2 separate regions of the Mus musculus genome follow, and region 2 is linked to region 1. A link is a contact called in public HiChIP or PLAC-seq data. All regions are on one chromosome and are shown on one strand. Each heading gives the region's core, a stretch centred on a gene start, on an enhancer-like site or on the middle of the called end of the contact. The rest is flanking DNA. Distances are from core to core; before and after follow the strand shown.

The links. HiChIP or PLAC-seq counts read pairs in DNA pulled down with a chosen protein or histone mark.
Region 2: an HNF4G HiChIP or PLAC-seq map of pancreatic cancer cells shows a contact between it and region 1. The contact joins the enhancer-like site here to the promoter of Tmem189 in region 1. A contact is called at or near these places in 2 of 39 promoter capture datasets (both in the C10 cell line), 3 of 484 Hi-C or Micro-C datasets (cranial neural crest, embryonic stem cells and muscle stem cells), 6 of 115 datasets of contacts at active chromatin or transcription factors (CD8 T cells, effector CD8 T cells, embryonic stem cells and 2 more) and 2 of 9 other capture datasets (liver and pancreatic islet).

Annotation. Positions count from the first base shown.
Region 1 is chr2:167,659,317-167,665,649 of GRCm38.p6, reverse strand. It overlaps Tmem189 (transmembrane protein 189), which reads left to right and starts at 4,106. Exons shown (of 6, transcript NM_145538.2): 1 at 4,106-4,277. The coding sequence starts at 4,154. It overlaps Gm14320 (a long non-coding RNA gene), which reads right to left and starts at 1,079. Exons shown (of 2, transcript XR_867000.3): 1 at 605-1,079.
Region 2 is chr2:167,762,698-167,769,030 of GRCm38.p6, reverse strand. No RefSeq gene overlaps it. Among named protein-coding and RNA genes, the nearest start is that of Gm14321, 12 kb to the left of the region's middle. Within about 2 kb of position 3,825, at least 232 of the 459 cell types and tissues checked have an H3K27ac peak or open chromatin away from gene starts, as enhancers often do. A contact at or near this core is called in embryonic stem cells, liver, muscle stem cells and 3 more, where this site is marked.

The sequences.
Region 1 (6,333 bases), core at 2,857-5,356:
ACCTCCTGCCTATGTCATAGGCCATAGGCTTTGAGATTGACATCTGATGTATCCATACAACATGAGATGTTCTCTCTATGATTCATCTTTTCAGTCCAACCAAAGGCTCTTTTTTAAAATATAAATTGAATACAATTATAATAATTATGAAGCAATTATGGAAACTATAAGATATGATATACATTTACAATGTCTGGTCAGATTATATTTGGCAACTTGAAGTATTCTAGCATCTATTCTATCTCGGTTAGTTCAGAGTTCTGAATCAAAATCATTTTCTATCCTACCATGTATTATCATCCTAAAAACATCTTTTTAGACATAGAACATCTTTTTTTCAATTCTAAAGAACTTAAGTTTAATTTTGAGACTATAACTACCTAGCTCTCAACCCCATCAGAGACCTGAGAAGGAATAAATATTGTTTGAGTGTGCAGGAAGTGCAGGGATGCAGCTTCCAAAGATCACAGAAATGACAGGGACAGCTGACTGCCAGGACAGTCCCCAGTATTCCTCATAACATTGGAGCATCTATCTACAGCCTTCTGGCCCGGAATATCAGACAGACCTTAAGTGAAGCAGGAATTATGAAGAACTGGCTTACCTTGTCTTGGCAGAGCTCAGCAGCCAACTATCCTGCATCTGTTTGTCTGGCTGTTTGGACAGCATTCTGTCTGCAGATGAGGTTAGGGCAGTTCTTGCCCAGTGGCTATCAATTGAAGCAACTCCACTTGGAGGTTATTGATTCTCATCATCTTTTCTGAAGTGGAACAGGGGTACTGTCAGGAGCCAATCTGTCTTATAGATCTTTTAATAATAAAGTAACTTTAAATTCCATGGTCTGTGGATCTCTGACACCTTTGAAGATCATCTGTCTACTCATAGCATATCTGAACAAGCAAACATTGCCTGTCTCCAGCTACCTATGATCTGTACAACCCAGGATGTATATTTCTGTGATAATCCAGACTAATATCTAACCTATGCGTTTGATTGACTACTGACTTCCATTATTTAATCATCCTAAACAGTTTGTAACAGCAGCTGACTAAACCTTGTATTTTTGTTGTTTTTTTTTTCTTTTTTTTTTCTTTTTTTTTTTTTCGAGACAGGGTTTCTCTGTATAGCTCTGGCTGTCCTGGAACTCACTCTGTAGACCAGGCTGGCCTCGAACTCAGAAATCTGCCTGCCTCTGCCTCCCGAGTGCTGGGATTAAAGGCTTGCGCCACCATGCCCGGCTAAACCTTGTATTTTTTAAAGATTTATTTATTTATTTATTTATTTATATGAGTACACTGTAGCTATCTTCAGAGGGCATTGGATCCCATTACAGATGGTTGTGAGCCACCATGTGGTTGATAGGAATTGAACTCAGGACTTCTGGCAAAGCAGTCAGTGCTCTTAACCTCTGAGCCATCTCTCCAGCCCTAAACCTTGTTTTGTTGTTGTTGTTTGTTTTTGTTTTTTGTTTTAAAAGATAGGTTTCTCTGTGTATCCCTAGCTGGCCTCGAACTCAGAAATGCGCCTGCCTCTGCCTCCCAAGTGCTGGGATTAAAGGTGTGTGCCACTACACAGGTATGGTGCGGAGTTGAAACATACATATATTAAGTTGTTACAAAATTAAACTTAAATTTTGTATCATTATACAAAGATCTATGTCAATGAAAATCTTAAACCTGTATCAATATACAAATTTCTGTACCAATGTAACAAAATATAACCTCAATTTTGCATCAAAATATAAAGATTATGGTTACAAAATGTTTTTAAGAGTAGATTTAATAACCCATCCCTATTTGTCTAATTTCTTATAATACTACTATATCCCCCTTTTTTCTTTTCAACCAACCCCCTTCCCTCTACCTAAGAAAGGATAGAGAAGAAGAAAGGAAAGATATAAATCCCTGAGTCTAAGCTCTCGATTTTGTTTCCTCCATGTCCAAGACCACAATGATTTGTAAATCATCCCCTAAAATGATAACATATCTATTATTCATAAAATAACCAAAACCATCCATCCCAACTTAAGGGATTGAGATGGCAGGCCTCTTATAATTGTTCCTCGCTGAATTGGGCAAAGAATTCATTTTGTGGGCCCAAAAGGAAATTGGAAAGCTAGCTGGTATCATTTGTTGTCCAGTCTCGGTACTGAGAAAGTTCAGGGTTTAACTTGCGTCCTGACTGGAACCGTTTGAAAGGCTGAGTGAACCACTGTCATTTGGATCAGCAGTCCTTTCTGAGACTGTCCTAGAAGCAAGTCTCTGGAAACAGCATCAGTTTGAGCAGGATTAATCAGGGAGCTGGAACAACAGGTCTCAGAATCTTAGCATCCCCGAGGGTGAATTCTAATTCTATAAGGACTGTCCATTTGGTCTTTCTGTGAACATAAAGTGTTTAGAGGTAATATATGTTTCTATATTAACATAATGTATGGAATGTGCACTGTGCACAGATCCGTTAAAGATGAATTTTGCAGCCGGGCAGTGGTGGTGCACACCTTTAATCCCAGCACTTGGGAGGCAGAGGCAGGCAGATCTCTGAGTTCAAAGCCAGCCTGGTCTACAAAGTGAGTTCCAGGACAGCCAGGGCTACACAGAGAAACCCCTGTCTCGAAAAAACAAACAAAAGACAAAGAAAAAAAAAAAAAAAACTACTGCCGAGCTGGAACCCTTGAGATTGCTCCCCTGGACTTGCACGGTTGAAGGAACAAGCCAACCAACGCCCAAGTGTTGCCCTTTGACCACACATGGACACTCAAGAACACACATGCACACAAAACAACAAAAAAACTACAGAAAGAGACTTCCCTGGTCATTTCCAGCAAATCTCAGAGACTCTGCATAGGGCCAAGCTGGTGCTCTGTGAATTGAATAACGGTGAGAGAGAGTTAGTTCTGACTACCCGTCTTGTCTGTCAATCAGGATGTCCTGGCCTCTGGGATCTCCAGCCCTAATCTGCAACCCTAGCCTTCTTGCTAACAGGCGCAGTTTGGGAGGGTCTGAGACCCAGCACCTGCCACAGCAAGTTCAGCAGAACCCCTGACACCCCAAATCTAATCGCGCAGTTAATACAAGTGCCAGGCTGTCACCTTCATCGGAACAGGAAGGACTTGGGCTACAGCCTGACGCGGCCATCCGAGTGGCTCTTCCTTTGAGTAGACGTAAGGAGACAGAGAAGGAGCTTGGAACGGACAGAGACCACCCAGGAAAGGAGCACTGAGGGAAGAGGAGATAGCCTGGGGAGGCTGGCAGCTGAGAAATATGAAGCTTAAATCTTAGAGAAGAACGAAGATGGAGCCTTGGAAAAATTCTTCAGATCTTAAGTTCCCTCTGCGGGCCCCAGGCACCTCTCAGTCTTGCAGCCCCAGGGTGGACGCTGTTTATCATCCCTTAAGGACTTTACATAAGCCTTTAGCTCTCTTAATGCTAATGCCTTAAAGACAGAAGCACGTTCTCTGACCCGGAATTCATTCAACCTCTCCTAAAATCTGTCAGCTGTTGGCCCAGGCAGAGTCCCTGCCCTCAGGGGCTCCTTTCCTGATAGAGAGACAGTTACTCCTGACAAGCTCTGAGTAGCGTGAGGGTGATGTCACAGTGACCAGAGGAGGGGGCACCCCAGCAGGTGGTCACGAGCGGCCTCTCAGAAGGCAATATTACTTCTTATGTTCCGTGATTGAGTCTTGCAATGTAGCTCAGGCTGGCCTCGAACGCGAGACACTCCTGGGTAGTGAAATGAAACCTAGCGCGTGCAGCCGATGTGCTGCCCCGTCCAGCAGCTTCCTAGCGAATGCACGATCTGCAGTAGCCATGCACTCCGTAGGCGCTTCGCAGCGCGTACTCCCTGCCTCCAGCGCGGTACGCGAGTTCGCGGGGCGCAGCGGGGACGCGCACATCCACCCTGCCTTCCGCGTCCAGCTGCGTCCAGCTGCGACCCCGCCCCCCGGCGCCGCGGTTGGCTGAGGCCCGAAGGCCTGCGATTGGCCGGGCGCGGCGCGGGCGCGGGCTCCGATTGGCTGTGACGCGGGGCCCCGCCGACGCCCCGCCCCGGCCGCCGCGCCCCGCGCCGGCCGGTCATTGGGCGGCGTGATATCGCCGCGGTTCCGCGGCCGCCGCCGCTGCAGGCAGAGCGCAGCGGGCGGGCCGGGCGACGGGCCATGGCGGGCGCCGAGGACGCGCCGGGCCGGCAGCCGGAGCTGGACGAGGACGAGACGGCGGAGGGCCGGCGCTGGGGCGCACAGCACGCGGGAGCCCGTGAGCTGGCGGCGCTTTACTCGCCAGGTAGGACGGATGGAGGGCCTGCGATCTGATGGGTGCTCGGCGCCGGGCCCGCCCCGACCGAACCCCAGGCGGTCCGAACACCTGGACCCTAACCCATCTGAGCCCTCTGGATCCGAACCTTAGCCCATTCGAAGTCCCCGGATTCGAACCCTAACCCATCCTGAGTCCACGGATTAGAACCCCAACCTATTCGAACCTCACTTCGACCCAACCCGTCCGAACCCCCACGAATCCAAACCCCAGCCCATCCGAAATGCCGAGATCTGAACTCTACCCAGATCCGAACTCCAGCAGCCCATTTGGACGCCCTTGGATCCGAACCGCACTCCATCCGAACCCTAGCCCCATCCTAACCCTGCCCCCAATCTAATCCCAGCTTCCACCCAAAGCGGAACTCCAGGGCTTCCAACTTTGCAAAGAGCACCCCTAGATCTTGGGACCCTAACTAAACCCCTTCCTACTCCGAGCCGTGAGGCTTTGGGGTTGCAGAGATTTAGGAACAGCCCCAATGCACCTGCGCATCCAGAGTCCTAGCCCCAGGGCACCTTGGGCAGTTTAGGAACCCCACCCTGGCCTGCCTTGTCTTCCTAAATCCCAGTCCAAGGCTTCCGGTTCTCAGGCAGCGCGAAGCCTTAGACATCTCAGTCGCAGGCACTGCCCTTAGCCACCTAAACTCACACGCAGTCCTAGGACCCCCACGTTACGAGTCTACACTCTGTGCGTTTTTTCCAAGACCGTGGGTTGCAAACTAACCCCCCTTCTGGGACTAACAGTTCTCTAGCCTCTAGGGCCCCGATTTGGATTTCAGCTGCAAAATATCCCAGGCGCTCTTCCCATAAGCTCCATCATGGTCCCTGCTTCAGTAGCTGCAGTGAACTTATCCCCTCCCCCTCCCATTGGGACCGGCAGCCCTCACCTCTTACTGGTAGATTCTCGGCAGCGATTCAGACCCTATTGAGTCTGGCTCTGTCCTCTCCCACACCCACACACTAGCTGCCCATTAGGACTTTGTGGGATACACTTATCACCACCCGGAGCCCCTTTCCCTGGCTCCACCCCTTCCCCCAAAGCCAGGTCCCCTCTCTGGTTTCTTTGCTTCTTGACATGCTCTTATCCTAACTGGCACTGGCTCCAACCCGCTCTCAGGGAGCCTCAGCAATCTCACTGCCTGGCTGGGTATCCCCAGGGGTTGCGGAAATGCCTGTGCATCCAGGGTCAGATGACAGCCAGCCTTGAGGCCCCTCAGCCAGGGTAGAGTCTCCAGGAGTTGGCTTTGTTATTCAACATTCTATCCGCTCCCTTGGCTGGGCAGCTACAGGGCACACAGCCCTGGCCTGGGTGGGGCTGAGGCCACTACCCCCTTGGCTCCCTGCCCTGGCTGGCATGCGATTGATGCTTTTTCAGCGCTAAGTGGCACGTGACATAGGACCATTTGCTTTTTCTCTTTGGGTCCTAGGTCAGTGAGGATTGGCCTCGCCTTAGGTTTCCAGTCTGTATGTTTGGTTTTCCACTTGTCTTGGGTGTTTGGTCTGTTCGGCTGGGTCCTTGACCCACACACCCGAACACCCAGCCTCAGGACCCGAGTTCTCCTTGAGGGAGGCTGGTGGCGTTAGCTGGATGGCCTGGGTGGTGCCTCTTCTCCTGATCACTCGCTGTAATGATACACACTGTGTGGCTCTAGGCCTTGTGTACAGTAGGCGGCCCCTGTGATTCACCTGGCCAGCCGCCCTTCTCTGAACTTGAAGCGAGCTTGGTCTTGCTGGTCCTCAGGCATATAGCCTGGGAGTTGGAAATGGAGAAGAAGGGATTCATAGTGTGTGGCTGTGCTGTCCTCACAGCCCCCTTCCTACTGGCCCCAATCTTTCCTCTTGCTTTCCCCTGGGGTCCACCTCTTGCCCCTCCTTTATGATCAGGTATCAGTTCCTGAAGAGCAGCCACACAGCTTCAGACAGCCTCCTGGGGCCTTTCCTAACCCAGAGAGGGAAAGACTGGTCAAACTGGTTCCTCCAAGTTTCTCTCAGTAGGTCTCCTTGTCTCTGTCCCCTGAGCCGTGTGG
Region 2 (6,333 bases), core at 2,576-5,075, 100 kb before region 1:
ATACATGTATTTCAATTTTTTGAGATTTATTTATTTTTATTTAATGTGTGTCGGTGTTTTGCCTGCCTGTGTGCCTGTACACCCTGGTACCTGGTACCCAAGGAGGCCAGAAGAGGGTGTCAGGTGCCCTAGGACTGGAGTTATCATGTGGGTGCTGGGAATTGAACCCAAATCCTCCAAAAGGGCAGCCAGTGCTCTTAACCACAGAGACATCTCTCCAGCCTCTTAAATATATATTTTTTAGTTTACACTGAACATGTGCATATTTATAAAATACCGTGTGATGCTTTTTTGTTTTGTTTTGTTGTTTGTTTTTTGTTTTGTTTTATTTTTCTGAGACAGGGTTTCTCTGTGTAGCCCTGGTTGTCCTGGAACTTACTCTGTAGACCAGGCTGGCCTCGAACTCAGAAATCCGCCTGCCTCTGCCTCCCGAGTGCTGGGATTAAAGGCATGTGCCACCACCGCCTGGCGCCCGTGTGGTGCTTTGATGCAGGGTCAGTAACCGGCTGTCACCACTGGTTAACTGCAGAAACCAGGGCTTCAGACTCAGCCAGAACAGTAGAGCCACCAGAGCCACCGGTGGGCACCCCATAAGTGGGCTAACTGGACTATGCTGGACTCAGAGTGGTGGTGGCAGCGGCGGCGGCGGCAGCAGCGTGGTGACCTCTCACCTCCGCCTGCCTGGATCACCATCCCTGCGCACCTGCACCCCCTCCCACCTCCCCTCGCCAGCCTTTGGCACCCAAGCTTCTCAATTTTCCCTCCTTCTGTGGACTGCCAGCTGGCCCCCCGCCAGCCCCGTTCCCCCGCCTGCTGCCCTTCCTGGACACAGGCCCATGAAGGATGAGGAAGGGCCCGCGGTGGCTGGCCAGGTGCCATGAGAACGCGGACCCTGGGGCCCAAGTCTCCTCACTGCACTGCCAGACACCTGTGTAATGAGTGCCATTATGGGGACCTGCCAGGCAGGCCCCGGCTCGCCCTAGCCACCCAGGCTGTGAAGGTGATGCAGTTGGGGTTCAGGGAGTGTTGCGGGTGCAGTGTGTGTGTGAGGGGGGTGGCCCCAGGGTTCTGCCCTACGTTTCTGGATAAGCCAGGCCTGACTTCCTATCTTCTGCAGATCCCAAATCTCAGGCCTCACCTTCCAAGTTGGATAAAAGGCAGGCCAAGAAAGACAGCCATTTATTGAGGACTTACTGTGTGCCCACTTGGTCTTCCAAGCTGGCTCCTGTCCCCTCCCACTGTGGGACGCTCGCTCACCTGTGTTCTGTTTATCTTCCCTCTCTCTCCATTTGGACACAGATGAGTACCTACTGTGTGTCAGGCTCATGCTTCTTACGTAAACTCATTTGTAGCCCTACAAAGTGAATAACGTAATTAACTCGCGTTACAGAGAAAACTCAGGAAGGTGAAGCAACTGGTCAGACGTCACACAGCTGATAACTGCTGAAGCAGGAACAGGTCCAGGTTCTCTGGCCCCAGAGTCCACAGCCCTAACCACTGCACACCATGCCCCGAGTCAGCTCACACAGGCAGGGAGTGTGTCCTCGCTGCATGCCCCATCCCAGCCCAATGCCTGGCATATAATAAGTGCTAAAAAAAAAAAAAAAAAAAACAACTGAGTGAGGGCTGACGAGATGGCTTGGTGTATAAAGTTGTCATCTGCCCCCAACCCTGACAACCTGAGTTCAATTCCTGGGACCTAGAAGGTGAATGACTCAACCCCTGCAAGTTGCCCTCTGACCTCCCCCACACACGTACTGTGGGATACAAAGGCGCCTGCGCGTGCACACACATAAATACATATAAAAATTTAAATACCGAGGGAAGGGTGAATGAACGAAACAATGAATCGAGTACACTCACTAATGAAGATCTAAGGCTCAGAGAGGTGAGGTGACTTACAGGAGACACACAGCACCGCTGCTGTCACAGAACCAAGATGCACCCATGTGACAGCTCCTGCCCCTCCACCCTCCTGCCCATCTCCAAATGTGCTGTGACTCCAGCTATGCCCAACAAGGGTGGACAGGTGCCTGTACCAGATGACACCTTTATACATGTAGGGAACCTGATCTCTAACCTGGGCCTGAGGTGTAGGTCTGCCCCAGACTCCAGCCTGGGAACTGAGACCCTGCCCGGCCCCTCTGTGTTCTTCCAGCTCTGGAGCAGTGGAGAACTCTTGCCTGTCCCCTTTAGGGCCTCTGTATCTGCCTCTCCTCTTCCGGGGACACCTCCAGGCTTGCTGTCTCACAGCAGGGGTCCTTGGTGACAACTGTCCGTGCTGTCCACAGCCACAGCTTCTGGCTACAGAAGGCCTGTCCACCATGCTGGGCCATCGCCCTGGCCACCTCTGACCTTCTAATTCTCGGTGGACTCCTGAACGAGTATCCCTGCTGGGTCTCTCTTCCCTACCTGTCTCTGGCCTTGAGGGTGGCATGTCCTGGCCCTGGGAGACAGAGAAGATGAGTCCTGCTGTCTTCCGAGTACGCAGGAGCTTGTGTGGTGGCCACTCACTGTGCGCTGGGCCCTGGACACTGTCACCATCCCTCCCTCTAGCCACCAGCATCCTCCCTTGTCTTTCCCAATTACTCCAGTCCCCTGCCTCTCCCAGAGCCTTCACACTGGCTATGCACACAGGCTCCTGCTGGGAAGCCGCCCCACTCACTGTCCATGGAAGTCACTTCAGGAGACCTCCCCCACAGCTTGTCATCCTCTGCCGTGTCTACCATGGTCCTAGCCCAGAGCCAAAATATTCTGCCATCCATGTGTTCCCCTCCCCCACTGTAGCCATCCAACCCACCCAACAACAGAGAGACCTGTATACAGAAGGTGCTCAAGCAATGGCTGCTAATAAAGTGAAGAGAATCAAAGAACACCTCCAGTCCCGTGTACCCCGGCCTGGCCCCCTCCTGCCAGCAGGCACCCCTCTGCACCCCACACCTGTCTGGTTCCCAGCCTTATAAAAACCACCGCCTCCACCTTGCCCCAGGGTGACCCAGGATGCCCAGGGGGTGAGGCCTATGCTGACCCCAGCCTGGCTTCCAAGACCTGGGCCTCAAGACACTGGTAATTGTTTGGGTGGGATGCTTTCGGCTAGATTGTCACCTGTCCTCAGGTATTCCTGAGATCAGGAAGCCAAGCGCCTCCACAGGGGAAACTGAGGCACAGTGCATGTGTCTACGTGCCCAGCTGTGCAGCCTACAGAAAGCAGGCCTGAGCTGGGGGCTTTCTGGGTTCGGGCTCATGCCTCAATCCTCTCCGTCCCCACTGTGAAAGGATCTTTTCTGACGTGAATCCAGTCCTGGCCCACATTCAGGACTTGTGCCTTCTCCACGAGCCTCAGTTTTGTCATCTGTCAAACAGGAATACATCTGTCCCTTTTCTGAAAGGCTAAGCCAGCTTCTCTGGAGGGAGGCCAGGGCCTCGTGTGCAGCCCCTTCTGAGGTCCCAAGAGGGCAGCTCCGGGCACCCACAGCCTCGGCTCTCTCAGTAAGGCAAAGGCTGAGGGGTCCTGGGTGGCCCTGGCCAAGGTGGGACGTGCGGTCTGGGGGAGGGCACAAGTGGCCAGGGAGGGAGCTGCAGCAGGCCAGGGTGACTCACCCTCTGGCCAGGCTCGAGGCTGGGCCACAGCCCCCACGCGCCCCTCTGGGCTCTGCCTTGCACCCAAAAATGCTGTGTCATGCTCCGTCATGTGGCTCCGGGTCATTAATACCCGAGTTCTGGGAAGCTTGGGCCGTGTTCCCGGAAGGGGTCAGCCGGTTCAGTAAACAGATTGGCTGCCTCCTCTGTACAGCCTGGAGCTCTGGAGGCTGGAGGCGGGGGCTGGCGGCCAAGGGGACAGAGCAGCAGCCCCTGGCCCTGCTTGAAGCTGGCACCTCCCAGGCCAGCCTGGTCCAGGCACGACAGATGAGAAGGGAAAGCAAGGCCTGATCGGAGAAGGCAAGGCCCTAGCCAGAGGTCGCACAGCGGGGCCAGGGCTCAGACCTGGAATTCTGGTCTCACCATGCTGAGTTCAGGCCCCACACTGCCCTCCCCCAGCCTCACCCCCATTCCTAACCAACCTTCTCAGGGCAGTTTGTTGGAGTTGGGGAAACTGGGGGGAAGGCAATTTGTGAAGGAAACAGGATTGGGTCCAGGGGTGTCCTTCCACAGTAACAGTAGCTCGGCACCTACTGTCTACGGCCTCTGTGAACGTGTGGCTTCAATGTGCAGCCACCTTCATGGCCTCCATCTGTTTAAGATACCTACTAAGTGCCGGGCACTGTGCTTAAAAGCCCCAGTAGAGGTCAGTGACACCAGATAGGCACCATTTTTGACCCCATTCTCAGGTGACAATCTGAGAAAGAGAAACCGTTGCTCTATTTGGGGACAGAGCAGGCTCCAGAGCTAACGGGTTTGGACAGTCAAAGCTTTGCTTCCCTGTGCCTGCTCTGTGACCCCCACACCAGTGTCTCCGCTTTCCACAGCCTCAGTTTACCACCCAATAAATGGAATGGGTATAGCGTTCACATCATGGAGACCCAGCCTAGGTGGGGTCAGAGTTCAAATCCTGATGTGTGCAGTTCCTGGCTGTGTAATCCTGGATATGGTGGCTTGATGTCTCTATTCTCTGTATCCTATTGTGCAACAGACAAGAAGAGGGAGTGAGCTGGCCCCCTCCCTGAGCCTTCCCTGTGGGACCAGGTCTTCTGAAGGCCCTGCACTCATATTTGACCTAAGATGGACCTGCTGGATGGGGTCAAAGAGCCCACAATGGACCGCAATAAGAAGCGTGGTCAGCCATGCCTGCTCCTGCAGGCTCCGGTGTGCAACCAGCAGCAGCCACGGCTGTGGCATCCTCCTCCCAACCAAGTCCCCTCAATGCATGGTGGACACCATGTCCCCTTCTCTGCTTAAACATGTCTGGTCACCATCTGCCATCCATGCACCCTGCTCCACAGCCTGGCCAGGCCCATGTGGGCCTTGTCTTCAGCCTCAGGAGCCGACATTGCCTGCCATGTGCAACAGCTCAGCCTGGAACCAGCACCTCTGACTGGTCTGTATTCCACACATCCCGAGCTTCCTCCTCCAGGAAGCCCACCCAGATGCTCCCACAGAAAGCAAGTGCCCCAGCCACCGCCAGGCAGAACTCTCCCTCTTTCTGTCACTGCCATTACACACAGCTATTTCACATGTCACCTTGAGTTTCCGTAGCTGTGGAGGAGACGGCTCTGTGAGTTTTAAGGTGAAGGAACAATTACTACCTCTAAAATCCTTAATGAAGCCTAAAAAGTTGAAATCGCTAAATTGCTATTTAATCCACTCAACCTTCACAGTTTGACACACGATGTCCCACCCGGGATTTGTGAAAATGTTTGTGTCGTCTGTGGGCAATCTGCCTTCGAGAACATTTGCTGCCAGACAGACAAGACCCCGAGTCTGTGGTAAACACGCCAGCAATGGCAGCCAGGCATTTGGGAAGCAGGTCCACTAACAGTGCAGGGCTGTGGAGATGTGCTCCCGGCTTTGCTCTGGGTCTAGCCTGGCCTTTTTCTGCTTGTCCATTAGCCCCACTGCCCTTTCCCTGCCTCCCCCTCAACACCCACCTGGACACCAGGCTAGGCCGTGCCCACCCTGCTCCCCAAGCCCCTAGAAGACTCTAACGGCTCTCAGCTGAGTTCAAACCCCACTCCCACCACACGCTTGACCCCAACCCAGACTGGAGCCCAGGCTTCCCACCCTCTGCAAAAGGCCTTCTCAGGAGAGGAGTGAGCGGCCAGAGAAGGGTCTCAGACTCTCAGTCTTCAAGCCAGAGCTACTTACTCGGGACATAAGAATCTGTCTGAGGCTGGCAAAATGGCGCAGTGGGTAAGTGTGCTTGTCGCTGAGTCTGACAATCTGAATTGAATCCCTGAACATCACATGGTGGCAGGAAATAATTGAGTCCCACAAACTGTTCTTTGACCTCCACACATGTGCTATGGTGTGTGTGCGTGCACACACGCACACACACTCACACAGCACTAGACTTTTCAAATGAAAACGAAGCCACAGGTTTGAGGGTGGGTTGTAGCTCAGCCGGTAGAGTGTTCACAAGGCCCTGGGTTTGACCCCAGAACCGCAGAACCCGTTGTGACGGCACATACCTATCACCCCAACAACTGAGATACAGAGGCAGGAGGGTCAGGAGTTCAAGGTCATCCTCAGCTACCCAATAAGTTTGAGGCTAGCCTGGGCTACATGAGATCCTGGAGATAGGGAGAAGGATAGAGGAATGTGAGATGTGACGACCTCCTGGGCTTCCTGAACATCTGGAATCCAGGCCAGGTTCTGTGCACTAGGAGCCTATGGTTC